Regions from separate parts of the Mus musculus genome. Here region 1 is linked to region 2. The links are chromatin contacts, called in public Micro-C maps. All regions are on one chromosome and are shown on one strand. The core of a region is the stretch at or near the end of the contact, and the rest is flanking DNA. Distances in the headings are between cores, read along the strand shown. Region 1 holds the start of Tsnax (translin-associated factor X). Region 2 holds the start of Trim67 (tripartite motif-containing 67).

Region 1 (7,581 bases), core at 1,809-4,308, 220 kb before region 2:
AGGAGCCCAGGCGGCCACGCTTGGTGAGAAGCCCAGGCAACCACGATTGGTGAGAAGCCCAGGCGGCCACGCTTGGTGAGAAGCCCAGGCGGCCACGCTTGGTGAGAAGCCCAGGCGGCCACGCTTGGTGAGAAGCCCAGGCGGCCACGATTGGTGAGAAGCCCAGGCGGCCATGCTTGGTGAGAAGCCCAGGCAGCCACGATTGGTGAGGAGCCCAGGCGGCCACGCTTGGTGAGAAGCCCAGGCGGCCACGCTTGGTGAGAGAGAAGCTCCTTTACTCGCTAAGCCACCGCAGCAGCCTTCAAACAACCAATCAAACGTTTACCCACCTTGTAATCCTATGGAGAAGAAAAATTGTCCTCTTACTCTCCACAGTAATATCCCGGCTTAGCTTCACGAGTCTCTCATATTTGTCGTGCCTGGCGTCCAGCTCCTGCTGAAATGCTAGAACACATTACGATACCATGAGCATGTGTACTCTTTCCTCAGGACAGCCGAGCGACAGGAAGAACACATGACACAAGGCGGACGCAGCCAACGATGTAGTCACCCCCCTCCATGGAAGGCTTAACAAGCAGAACGCAGTGGTCAGGACACTAATTCTCAAAACAGAGTAACTGCACACTATCCTATCCAGGATACACAAAACCACAGAACTTTGGAATCCCTGGGAGTTTTCAGAAACATCTGTAAAGTGTTTTAAAGTGGCACTGGTTTGTAAATAAATACAACAAGCTACCTCACTATCATCTTCACAGTAACACTATCAGATAGGCTAATACAACCCTATCTCAGGAATAACATTGATGATAGTGATGATGGCCTCTGGATTTTGTCTGACATAATAAATTCAAAGTTGGATGAAACAGAGTTCCTAGCCTCAAAGAGACACAGGTATAAATAATGAGTAATTAAATAAAATATAACAATGATATAAATACATAGGAAAGGGCTAAGGGAAAGGTAACATCCCATGAGTGAATGGATGGTGTCTTAGTCAGCGTTTCTATTCCTGCACAAACATCATGACCAAGAAGCAAGTTGGGGAGGAAAGGGTTTATTCAGCTTACACTTCCACACTGCTATTCATCACCAAAGGAAGTCAGAACTGGAACTCAAGCAGGTCAGGAAGCAGGAGCTGATGCAGAGGCCATGAAGGGATGTTACTAACTGGCTTGCTTCCCCTGGCTTGCTCAGCCTGCTTTCTTATAGAACCAAGATTACCAGCCCAGAGATGGTCCCACCCACAAGGGCCCTCCCCTCTTGATCACTAATTGAGAAAATGCCTTATAGCTGGATCTCATGAAGGCATTTCCTCAACTGAAGCTCCTTTCTCTGTGATAACTCCAGCTTGTGTCAAGTTGACACAAAACCAGACAATACAGATGGGAAGTGAATGAAAGTAACCATCGTGTCCAAGGAGTCACTTGAGCTGGGTATCAAAGAGAACATGGTCCACTGGGCTGGTAATGAAAGCACTAAGTCAGAAACAAATCCAAGCTCAAAGAACTATCCACCTATGAGAGAAAGAAACAGGAAAACAGCAAATATGTGGGAAACGACCAGCTTGCTTCATTCAGTATTCAGCCATGTCAATTTTACCTGGTTTCCTCACACTCATGAAGACCACTGTAGGTGCTATGTTCTTTTAAAACTGTCCACATTAGCCGGGAAGAGGGAGGGGGGGGAGTGGCGCACGTCTTTAATCCCAACACTTGGGAGGCAGAGGCAGGTGGATTTCTGAGTTCGAGGTCAGCCTGGTCTACAGAGTGAGTTCTAGGACAGCCAGGGCTACACAGAGAAACCTTGTCTCGAAAAAAAAAACAAAAACAAAAAAGAAAAAAACACAAAAACAAAAACAAAACTGTCCACACATTAGCTGGGACCCTTCTCTTTACAAGGTGCAACCTAATTCTTTCTTCCTAAATATGAAGCAGTTTTTACTTTGCGTTACTTTTAGCAAATGCAAAGTGGCAAACATCTATATCCCAAAGCCCTTGACTATGGTGGCCTATATTAACATTAGTAAACAGTAAAAAGTCCCACATAAAAAGCATTAAATGTTAAATAATATGGAAATATCTGCCACATTCTTACCAACTGTTCTGTATGTAACATCATCTTCACACTTACCATTTACTAGCACATATATTTATATTTAGAGTGTGTTAGATTGGTTACTAGACTGGCAAGACTTATTTTGAGGTAGCACTCTGCATAGAACAGGAACTATTAGTGAATCTCGTACATACATGTACACTGGTATTCTTGTTCTATTAACTTGGTCAAGTTATCCTGATATCGGAATGTTTAGAATACAGATTTTTTTTTTTTCTGGGCAGACCTAGCACCAACACGAAACATTCAGGAAAACTAAGCCTTACATCGGCATGGACTAAAGGCTCCCTAACCGACCCCACACCCGAACACTACGGCGACACGATTGTTACGGTTATGGTTCTAATTCTCCTAATGGAAACTTACATTTGAAGGCCAGCATCACCGGCGAAGACAAACTGGCATCCTTCCCCTCTCTCCTTTGGTTATGTGGGAAGGTGTCATGCTTCCTCTTCCTGAACCCTCCTGGTCCTTAGGCAGAAAAGAAGAGATGGATGGAGCCCTTGCGATGCCGCGCTAGCACAGCCCAGGCTATCCCCTTCGTCCCCCGGTACCCACAGGGCTCGACCTCTCCAGCCACACACAGGTCCCCAAACTCGTGCACTGGTGCAGGGGTCGCACAAAACGCGGCTTGAGACCCCAGGCACCCGGCTGCGCTCTGGGTCGGTCCGCAGGGTCCCCTGGGGGCGTGCGATGGATGGCACGGTGACAGCCGAGCACAGGGGCCAGGCCCTGCCAGCCCCTCCCCTCCACGCGCCGGCCCCGCACCTTCTTTGCCGTTCATGGCCGCGGGGCCTCGGCTTGCACGCGCAGGGATCGCAGCCGCCGGGCCAGCTCAGCGAAAGGCCGTCGCGGGACGCCGCGCTGAGCCCGTGGGTGACAGCGCACACCACCCTGGTCGCAGTAGGCGGCCGCCGGAAGCGGATCCTTCACGCAGCCTCAGCCGGGAGCTGCGTCCGCCGCGGAGTCCCCTCGGCCGCACACACTTCCGGCCCGTGTCCCACACCGCCTGGGCGGGCATGCGGGCGGGCGCGCTCCTGCAGCAGCGCACGTTTCCGGCCGGGCTCCCGGCGCGCTCCCTGTGCTGCACATACTTCCGGTCTGTGTCCCGGCTTCTCCCACGTCCAAGTGCCTACCCGGCGCTCTCTCTCAGTCGCGCATGCTTCCGGTGTGCCAGGTTGTGGTGCAAGCCGTTGAGTGCCTACCTGAGCTGTGTAGTCCTGTCGCGGGCAGCGGCCTCCTGTCCCCTCGCCTCTCTGAGCAGCCTCCTGCGTCCATGCATGCCCTTGGCATGTGCTGGGTGCGTGGCACCTGGAAGTGTCGCAAGGTCTTCGAAGAGAAGCAGCTTTGGAATAGATGGAAAGTTTGGTCACATTGTCAAGCCCTAAGGCTGTTGTTTGAGCACATGCTACCTCACCTAGCTAGTACCATTCCTTTGAGGCTTCCAGCAGCCCATTAGAGACCATGCTCAATTAAGATTACTTATTGAACAAAGCCCAACATCTTGAGTCAAGTTCAGCCATGTGCATGTTACAGACATTTTAGTCACACAGTCTGTTCTTGTTAACTTAGGAACAGACACACTTATGGAAATGATATACGTAGAATTAGCCAGTGAAGTCAAGGCCACAACAGCATCACAGGAGGGTCTCCCAGCTCAAAAATCAGGCCATAAGCTGTCACCATTGAATCAGCAAAAAGCTAGATGGTTTGGGCAGAGTCCTGCATGAAAAGGCTGTGGGGGAACAACAATGGATGAATGTTGGACACATAACCATCTTGAATTTCTGTGACTTCTGAGCCCACATTCACCAGTTGTCTTAGCGTTTGTATTCCTGCACAAAACATGACCAATAAGTTGGGGAGGAAAGGGTTTATTCAGCTTATACTTCCACATCGTTATTCATGCCAAAGGAAATCAGGACAGGGACTCACACAGGAAGGAACTTGGAGGCAGGAGCTGATGTAGAGGCCATGGAGGGGTGTTTCTTACTGGCTTGCTTCCTCTGACTTGCTAAGCCTGCTTTCTTATAGAACCCAGGACCACTAGCCCAGGGATGGCACCACCCACAATGGGCTGGGCCCTCCCCCCTTGATCACTAGTTGAGAAAATGTCTTACAGCTGGATCTCATGGAGGCATTTCCTCAAGGGAGGCTCCTTTCTCTGTGATAACTCCAGCTTGTGTCAAGTTGACACACAAAACCAGTATTCCACTATTTTTGACGATGTGGGGCTACAGGGATTGCTCAGTAGGTGAAGTACTTGCCCTGCAGGCATACAGGACCCAAGTATCACCGAGAACCCATATAGAACATCACTGAGGAGATGGAGAGATACAGATCTTTGGGGCTTGCTGGCTAGCAGGTTAGAGGTTCTGAGCCAGTGAGAGACCCTGTCTCTAAAAACTGAGAGGTGAAGAACACCTGGGGAACGATATCTGCTATTACTCTCTCTCTCTCTCTCTCTCTCTCTCTCTCACACACACACACTCAATACATGCATGCATGAGACACATGCATGAGCAAAAACAACAACCAAAATATGACCTGACCATGCTTTAAAAAAAAAAAAAAAAAAAAAAAACCTCCTAGGATATCAATGTCTTACTCTAATGTCCCCCGGGATTCAAGAACAGCAGTAGCTGGGACCATCTCACCGTTCATACTAATTTACCATACACTGGAAGTGTATGCTTTCTAACTCCCAAAACAGCTCTCAAGGCTTCTCTCCCAGTACCTGACTCATCATTTTCCTCCTGCAGCCCCTCCCTGCCTCAGCTACAGCTCTGCCACCTGAGCATGTTTTTCCACGGCTTCCCATAGAGCAAGGGTTTCATCACTTTTAATAATGACCTCTTGGGAGTTTTTAATGGAGGTGAATCCCCTGGGCATTTTCCCAGCACTTATTTACATATGTACTTAACCCCAGGCCTCCCCAGTCTCCCAGCTAGCTACACCTCTTTCAGCTTCCCTGGCCCCTTGCAAGGAGACTCCTTCCCAGAATCCTTTCCTTGTCTCCTGGTTTTATTGTTTCAATCACAAACACAAAGTGTTGGTAAAACAGTTTTTTTTTGTTTGTTTGTTTTTACAGGATCATTACCAACCCAAGTCAAGGAGCGGAGGGTTCCTCTAAAAGGTCTTAAATTTGGAGTGACGCCCCTCCCTCTGTTGTACTAGTCTCTGTCTCTCTGACCAAAGCCAAAGCCTTTAGGAGGTACCTGCTATTCTGTATAATCCTTTACATGAGATATATCAAATATCTAGTTTTAGGTGCTGGAGGAATCACAAACCAGGGGCTCAGAGCTGATTTCTTCTCCTTCACATAGCTATTCCATAAACTGGGGATGGGATTGTGGTAAATTATCTTGAGTGATAGCTTTGGGTTGGGGTTGGGAGCTTGGGGAGTTGGGTTTGCTCAGTTTAACAGTTTAGCATTTTGAAATGGAGGATCTCACACAGCCCAGGCTGGTCTCACACTCGCTGTATAGCTGAGAAAGACCTTGAACTGATCTTTCATTAGGACTTCTACCTCCTAAATGCTGGGATTACAGACTTGAGTGTAACAGCACTGGCAGCTCGTTTTGTTGTTGTTGATGATGATGGTGATTCTGTCTTTTTTGTTTTGTTTTGTTTTGTTTTAAGCAGGGTCTTGATATGTAGCACAAGCTGGCCCCAAACTTGCCATGTAAGATCAGTCTGAGCTCAGATATTCCTGCTGCCTCTTGTAGTGCTGATATTACAGATGTGCCCCCCCCACCCCCCGCAGCCTGACTCTGTGCTTCCGGCTGAGTTATTCACTTAACTTCTTTCTCTTCTGAAGACTGAGCCAAGGGCTTCACACCTGCTAACATAGCATTCTGCCAACTAGCCACACCCCTGACCTTTGAACCATAACATTTGCAAGGTACTCGAGGGATCCAAAGTGTGTTTCAGGCATGCACCTACCAACTCATAGACTTAACTTTTGAACAGTGCTGAGAGGCAGATGAAAGTGATGGTTTCCTTCCGTCATCCAAGAGAGGGAAGCCATGCGATGGGAATGGATTATTCCTAACAAGGGAATAATCACTTCCTATTTGCTAGGATATCTGTCATCAAGAACACAGAAAACAGCTGACTGTGGGGAGATAGAAAAGTGTCTCAGTTAGACTTCCATTGCTGTGAAGAGACACCATGACCAAGGCAACTCTTATAAGGACAACATTTATTAGGGCTGGCTCACAGGTTCAGGGGTTCAGTCCGTTATCATCAAGGACAGAGCATGGCAGCATCCAGGCAGGCATGGTGCAGGAGGAGCTAAGAATTTTCATCCTAAGGCAAAGAGGAGAAGACTGTCCCCCACATGGCTAGGAGGAGGGTCTCCAAGCCCACCCCCACAGTAACACACTTCCTCCAACAAGGCCACACCTCCTAATAGTGCCACTCCCTGGACCAAGAATATTCAAACCACCACAAGTGTCATGGACCATCATCTGGCAGTTAAAAGACATGTCCTTCATGCTGTGCCATGGAGGAAAATGAACTAATTGGAAGAAGCCAGTCCAAAAGGACCAAGCATAATTCAATAAGCAAACCTGGTGGGGGTCACTCAGGGCTGTGAGACATGGAAGTTATAGCCAAAGGGCACGGGCCTCCTTTTGGCATGGTGAAAATGCTCTAAAGTTCACTGTGGTGGTCACATAAATCTGCAGATTACTAATGGCTCTCCAGTTGTCACTATGGGAATTTTCTGGTATGTCAGTTGTGTTTCAGCAATTGTGTTATTCATTAAAGAGCAAGCCAGGCATGGTGGCACATACCCAGAATCCCAGCATTTGGAAGGCAGAAACAGGAGGATCACTGCAACAGTTGCCCATGCTACATCTTCAGTCCAGAAGACAAGGAGCTCAGACTGCCTATTCAGTATCTTTTCTTGAGTCTCTGGTGTAGTTCTCAAAACTAGCATGTTTAAAATTAAATACTAGTATCCCTCAACCTACTGCTTCAGCGCCATTCACTGTTTCAGTTCGTTCCTATTCTAATGATTGATATCTGTTTGTCTGTGTTTATCCATCCATCTGTATCTATCATCCATCTAGTGATCCATCCATCTATCTCTATCATCTGTCCATGTACCTATCTATTTACCTATCATCTCTATATCATCTATCCACCATCTTCTAAATCTACCTATCTATTATCTATCGATCTATTTATCCATCCATCCATCTCTCTAGATAGAGATGTCACTCTATCATATATATATACCCACCTATTTATCATTTATCTATCATCTATATCATCAATCATCAATCTATTGATCCATCCATCTCTCTTTCTCTATCATCTATACATCTAGATATCTACCTACCTACCTATCAGTCTATCATCTATCAATCATCCATCCATCTCTCTATCTCTATCACCTTTCCATCTATCTATCTATCTATCTATCTATCTATCTATCTATCTATGTATCATCTA
Region 2 (6,965 bases), core at 2,815-5,314:
AATAAATTCAGAAAAATATATTGACAGTCACCAGCTGCTACTTTCTCCAAGCCAACGAGGCTTGAAAGAACAGGGTGCTGCCCCCACCGCCCCCGTAGCCTTCCACAAATCCATGGGTTAAGCATAAATACCATAAAACAGTAAATAACACCTAATGGCTTGAGTCCCACACAGGGGATTATGCAGAGGATGATACTTACCCCTTCCCACAAGAGTCCAAGTTCAATGTTACTTACGGTGGGTTCAAAGTTTTCAAAGTAGCTTAAGCACACACAGCTAGTAACATGCAAGGCTGAGGTATGGAACCAAGGCTGTGGGACCCCACAGAAGAGTTTCTCTGCAGGGGTGCAGTTCATGGCAGGGAGATGGATTCTCAATTGTACTGTAGGATCACTAGTGTTGCCAGACCTTTCAGAGTGCCCGGAGAAGCTGGGTGTAAGGCACATTATCCCTGCTGAGAGTCCCCACACTAGGACATTGAACAGGTTTCCTTCTCCAACATAGAGTTGCAAAGAGTTCTCTAGTTACTTTTTTTCCCCCTATACTTTTCATTTAAAACAATGTAGCCGTGTGTTACGGCTCACATCTGTAACCTCAGCACTCAAGAGGCTGAGAAGGAGGGTGGTAGTGAGTTCCATGCCAGCCTGAACCATACCGTAAGTAAAAGAGGATCTTAAAAAAACCACACACACAAAAACTTCCCTAAATATTAAATTATCATAGCAACATATGTTTATTGTAGGAGATGAAAGTCTATAAAGAAAACACAGGAAAGCCACATCTCTATCTGGCTGCTCTGGGCTGTTTGCACGCACTTAGCAAGCTGCCTTATTTTCCTGCGGCTCTACTCTGTGTAACTGCAGGCAATAGTTCTTGTTGGACAGTCTTGGCACCTCTTACACCTTCCAGGGTGGGTTTCTGAAGGAGGGGTGTGTGAAATGCACCATGAACAAGTGACTCTAACCTGCTCGTCTAAGGAGACATCAAGGCCTGTCGCACAAGGGTGCCGGATAGAATGTCAGATGAGGAACTGCCCTGACCTTGTCTTGTAGGCTGGTGAAGGGCCCAGGCAGACTGTCACAGCTCAAGAAGAAGAAGAGAGCAAAGAGCAAAGTACCAGGTCTAAGTAGCTAACAGTAGCACTACCCGAGGCCAGTGCCCAGGAGGGTAGGCTGTAGGCAGATGTGCTTGATCTCTTTGGTCTGCATCTCTTCCACAGCTCCAGTAGCAGAGCCTGAGGCAAGAGAAGTGCTCTGGAGAAAAATCACACTTTTTTCCTGGAAGGACACCCCCTGACGTCCCCAATCTCTTCCATAGCCCAAGAGACACTGCCTTTCTCTACAGGTTTAGAGGAATTCTGGGCATAGAACTAGCTGGGGACTAAGTGAAAGAGGAGACAGTTCTCTGGAAGTTGAAAAGGGGAAAGCTTTATCTGTTCAGTGAGGCAAAGCTGATGGAGTCTACGGTGGAAGAAGGACAAGGCTCTAGGGTTCTTGAGCAGGGGTGCTCTCTCCCGGCCTTGGCAATGGATTTAAGGAAGACTTCAGGTGGGTTCCTATGGCCAGCGGGTAACAGTTTCACTCTTAAACCTGTCTCTCACTTACAAGGGGGGAGGGAGCTCTGACAGTGTGCCTTAGACTTTGGGTGAGAGCCCTGCTTCTGTGCTTCGGGAACCCTTTGCCTCAGAAAGGAAACTTAACAAGTCGTTTTCATAACCTACCAATCTGATACCCAGTGCAGAGCACGTGGTCCACTGAGTCTTGGTCAGATAGTGACTGCTGGGATCCTTGAATGGATGTATGTATGTATGGATGGATGCATGCATGCATGCATTCATATAGATCCATGATAGACAGATGTATGCATACATAGGTGAATGAATGCACGAAGGATTGGATGGAAGCATGGGTGGATACCCATGCCCAGTGTATGGATAGATGGATGCATGCATACATAGATCGATGGAATGATGAACATGTGGGTAGATGGAAGGACGGATGTGTGTGTGTGTGTGTGTGTGTGTGTGTGGACGGACGGACGGACGAATGGATTGGATGGATGGATGGATGGATGGATGGATGGAGTGATTCCTGTTTGGCCCTCAAGCCCACCAAGAAGGGGTTCAGAGAATCTCTTTTCTTCCACCCTGGCTGGCGTTCCGCACAGCCGACGCTCACCTTGTGCTGCTTCCACGTTGCCCCCAGCGGCTTCACCTCGTGCTTGCTGTGCCTGCCTTCCTCCAGGCACATGTAGCACACAGGGCTCCGACAGCTCACGCAGTACATGCTGTAGTTCTCCATCTCGTGCTCGGGACATGTGGGGAACTTTCGCGGCGCGCTGGCCCCGGCACCCCCTGGGCTCCTGCATCCTCCTGCGCTGGAGGCAGTGGAAGTGCCTGTAACAGCAGGGGTAGCCTCTGGGGGTGTGGGCGGCGGCGGTGGCTGAACTAGCCGATGCTTAGCGAAGGGGCCCCGGGACGGGTGGCACTTGAGCTGGCAGGTGGCGCAATAGAGCACGTCGCATTGCTCGCAGAGAGTGGCTGCCGGCTCCGGTGGGGTGCGGTCGCACAGCTGGCAGATGGCCACCGCCGGGGCTGCAGCCGCCCCCGGAACAACCCCACGGCCCTGCTGGTACCGCTGCACAATGCCCTCCAGTAGCCGGTTGCGCTGGAAGCCTCGCAGGCCGCGGTGATCCAAGGAGGCGCTGCGGTGGCACTGCGGGCAGGTGATGGAGCTGGAGGACGAGCAGAGCGAGGAGCAGGCGGCGCCTCGGGCCGCGGCGGCCGAAGAGCCCGGGGGCGCAGGCACCATGGGCAGCACGCGGACTCCATTGGGGGACTTGAGGCTGGGGGTGTAGGAGCCATAGCCGCTGTCAGTCTCGCTGTACAAGCTCAGCTTGTCCGCGTGGTCTCCGCCACCGGTCGCCCCGCCGCCTAGGCCTCCGGCTGTGTTAGCTCCCGCGCCTCCGCTGGTCGCGCCGGCGGCTGCGTCCTGATCCGGAGGGGTTGCGGCGGCGGCGGCACCTCGCGAAAGAAGGAGCGGCGGGGGCAGGTGCTGCTCGCCGTCCGGGGTCTGAACCGCGATAGTGCGGGCGCACGGCAAGCAGACATTGTGAGAGCAGGGCAGGATGATGGGTTCCCGGAACAGGGATCCGCACACTGGGCACTTCAGCTCCTCCTCCATCGCCGCGCCCGCGGCCAGAGCCGCTCGGGACCAGCCAAGAATGGTCAAGGCTCCGAAGACAAGCGCAGCTGGGCTGGCGATGTCAGCGCTCTTGAGTCAGGAGGCGGGGGTATTTCACGGGCATGCTGTCTTCACCCGAGGGTGGCACGCCCCCTCTCTGTCCTCAGGCCACCGCCCTAAGACGCTTGGCCGCCAGAGAAAGGAGGGGTCCTCACCTCCTGAAGGCGAGGCTCCCTCACCGGAGGCAGCCGTCTGAAGGTGGCGGGGAGCCCTCGCGGTGGCCTCCGAGGTTGTCCAGGTGTTGAATAGGCAGCAGTAGCGCCGTCCGGGGTACCTCGTGCCTCCACTCCACGAAGGACCAGTGACCCGCTGCTGTGAGCCAGCAAGGCTACTGAGCCCGACTCCGCAGCGCCGCTGCCCCGAGTCTTCTTTCTGCGAGCGCCCCGCCCCTACCCAGCTCTTGGCCAGTGCCCGAGTGGCGGGGCCAGGGCTGGTTCAGCACCACCAGACGGCGGACAGCGCCCGCGAGAGGATGGGCCCGGAGTCCGCGCCCGTCCCCCCTCCCGCGCGCATCCTCCGCCAGGCTGCTGTGCAGCCGCGGCCACCTCGGCATCCCCCGGCCCGGAGACCGTCGCCGTACCGCTGCTCGGGCCGCTGCTCTCTGAGCTGCCTCCTCGTAGGCCGGTATTGAGCAGCGTCCCAGGCTGGCCTCGCCGGCTCCGGTTCCTGCAGCGCCCCTGACCTTGGCCGCGCCACGCTGCAGCGGCGGGTGGGGGGCGAGCACCCGCTGGCTCGGGAATCCCCCTCCCGGCCCCACCGCCTCCCGCGCCCGCCCGCCCGCCGTGCCGCGCGCCCAGGAGTTGTAATTTCCAGAGCGAGAGTAACGGGGCGGGGGGCGGGGAGCCAGGCGTCAGCTCAGCGAATGAGGGCTCGCCTCTCGCGGCTGGCAGTCAGGGGCGGGTCGGAGGGCTTCGTGGGGAGGATCATTGTGGAGAACTGCTCCGTTACGGATGGAGACTGCACGGTGAATTAGCACGGCGCCCCGCCCAGCTTGCCAGAGCAACCCTGGCCAGCTCCCGCCCTGCCCACTCCTCGCCACCATGAAAGCGTAAACAGCGGTCCCTAAAAGGCCAGTCGCTTGAAAAAGGCCTCGCAACACAGCGCGACAGTCGGTTCCTAAATCTATTTCCTCCCCGCAAAAAGCTTTCAAGGCACAAAATGTCGGACAGCCTCGCGCCAAAGGGCGAGGTTTGATTTATGCATCTTTTTACAAGCCTTTTTTTTTTTTTTTTTTTGTCTCCTTGGTTCTACTGGGGCTAGTCGTGGAAGATGAGGGCCGGAGGACTTGGCGAGGACACGGTGAAGGTTGCCAAATACAACCTCCCCAGGCTGCTCGCGAGTGCGGAGAGGCGGGAGGCAGCGAGCAGGTGTTCTCTTTATGAATGGGAGCTTCCTGCAACGTCGCCGCCCGCGCGCCTGGCTGCCGTCTGCCCGCTGTTCTGCGCTGGGTAGTGCCGGCTGCCCAGAGAAAGGAAGTACGCGCTGGGCATAGAGCTAAGGGCGAGCCCTGGAAGGGAAGAGCGCGTGGAGCGAAATGCGCACCACGCGGCCCTCTCTTCCTGTGCGATTCAAGCTGGCTTGGAACAGACAAGGAAATTGTCGATTTAGAAAGGATGTGTCAGTCAGCGTGCTGGCTCGTGCTTGTAATTCTAGCACTTGGGAGGCCTAGGCAGAAGGATTGCTATGAGTTCAAGGCCAGCTTGGGCTACATAGTAATTTCCAAGCTAGTCTGGGTGTTACATAGTAAGACTCTGCTGAACTGAAACAAACAAAAAAAAAAAAACAGCAACCGTGGCGCAGACTCCTGCTGAAGGAATGCAGGGCCCCAGCCACTGTCAGCATTTGGAAAGATAGCAGGAGGAGAGAAATGAAGCCACAGACTAATGAGGCAGCTGCCTTGGCCTGGCTCTGTGCCTAAGGGATAGAACCTCTGGTGGAAGGGAGGTCACCAGGAAAGCCATTGCAAAGCACCCCAGTGAAGCCCATATCTTTACAGGACTTCCGGGGTCCTGCAGCTTGCTTCCACCTGTCCAGTCTGGAAAATACTATAACAATATATATATGTGTCCGTGCCAAATTGTTACAGTAAATGCTCTGGACTACTTTCTATGCATCTCAGTTCAGCTGAATGGCTTACAGAAGTCTGGCTCCATGTTTAAGGGTAGGCTCCTGCTAAACCGGACATCCCAATTAGCCCTGCTTCAGGAAGCAGTGCTGCACGGTGGGGGTGGGGGTGGGTATGGAGGCGGCAACTGTCCTAATCCACTCTCTGTAGATGAAGCTTCAGTCACCTGGTCCTGCCAGCAATACACTGAAAAAAAGAAATTCTTCAGAAAGTCACTATTGATCCTAAGGTCTAGGAGAGTCACAACTTGGGTTATTGAAAGCTCTTCAAGAAGCTGGAAGGTGGTGGTGCACGCCTTTAATCCAAGCACTCAGGAGTCAGAGGCAGGTGAATCTCTGAGTTAGAGGCCAGCCTGGTCTACAGAGCGAGTTCCAGGAGAACCAGGGTATACAGAGAAACCCTGTATCAATAAGTAAGTAAGTAAATAAATAAATAAATAAATAAATCCTTTCTGCTGAACCCAGCTACCCAGCTCAGTCTGCCCTGGGACCAACTGGAATTCATATCTCTTAAAAACCTCATGATTTTATAGTAAGCACAGTAAGTGACTCCTGTTTCTCTTTGTCTTTTTCAGACCTGGGTAGCCTACTTAGGCTTGGACAGGGTGGCACTTTTAGCCAAGCGTGTGTGTCTCTGCACATGCAAGACATACTGTGAAACCACTCCTAGCTTGGCCTATAGTAAGCAACAGACACGTGAAATCTGAGGACTTGGAAAGTGGTGATGAGAAGACAGCCTGGGCCACAGAGTGGGACCCTAACTCCACAAGCAAACAAACCAACCATGACAAGCCACAAAGAAACAAGCAAACTTCCTCTTTTGCTTTCCTTCAAAACAGAACACTCGGGCATCTTGCCACATCCTCAGTCCCCATGGCTCTGTAGCTCAAGTCAGCTCAGCTGTGTGGAAGGCTGGGACCTGGGCTCTGCCCCGTGGAGGGAGGCTTCCTGTCCTTCAGCCTGTGAGTCTCTGTTCCAGCTTGCTCTGGGTGCTTCTCACGCATAGCCATAGTCATTGCTGATTCTCACTGTCACCTATTAAAAGTCCTATCTGCTGCAGCAGTGCCCTATGTACACACAGAGTGCACTGTAGAGGCCCGTGAGAGGAGCCTTTGCTGAGTAGGCCTAGCAACCCGAGTTTGAGCCTTAGAACCCAGGGAAAGATGGGCAGAGGGATCCAACTCCACACAGTTGTCTTCTTACTCCCACGAAAGTGCTTACACACACATACACAGACACACAGACACACACACACACACGAGTTAAAAGCATTTGCTGCTGCTGCAGGGGACTCGGGTTCAGTTCCCAGCACCCAGGCTGAATCGCTCACAACTGCCTAGAACTTCACAAAGCTGAACCTCCAGTCTCTCCATGCACTTACCCATATCCATAATTTTTTTTTTAAAAAGTGATTGGTCCTGCTTTAAAAATTATTTTCAGGGCAGGTGAGATGGCTCAGTGGTTAAGAGCACTGACTGCTCTTTCGGAGGTCATGAGTTCAAATACCAGCAAGCACATGGTGGCTCACAACCATCCGTAATGAGAGAAAAAATATTATTTTCAACTCAAAGTTAGAGGCTCACCACACCTGTAATCCCA

What was found. A called contact is a pair of places that touch in the nucleus more often than the background predicts.
Region 1: a Micro-C map of embryonic stem cells shows a contact between it and region 2, with 2.2 times the contacts expected there. The contact joins the promoter of Tsnax here to the promoter of Trim67 in region 2. A contact is called at or near these places in 2 of 39 promoter capture datasets (liver and pre-B cells), 2 of 484 Hi-C or Micro-C datasets (both in embryonic stem cells), 1 of 115 datasets of contacts at active chromatin or transcription factors (embryonic stem cells) and 1 of 9 other capture datasets (adipose tissue).

The regions. Positions count from the first base shown.
Region 1 is chr8:125,008,518-125,016,098 of GRCm38.p6, reverse strand. Tsnax (translin-associated factor X) reads right to left here and starts at 3,058. Exons shown (of 6, transcript NM_016909.3): 1 at 2,887-3,058; 2 at 2,485-2,589; 3 at 330-444. The coding sequence starts at 2,902.
Region 2 is chr8:124,790,118-124,797,082 of GRCm38.p6, reverse strand. Trim67 (tripartite motif-containing 67) reads right to left here and starts at 4,064. Exons shown (of 10, transcript NM_198632.2): 1 at 2,178-4,064. The coding sequence starts at 3,182. Gm46059 (a long non-coding RNA gene) reads left to right here and starts at 4,696. Exons shown (of 3, transcript XR_001778718.2): 1 at 4,696-5,779; 2 at 5,942-6,328.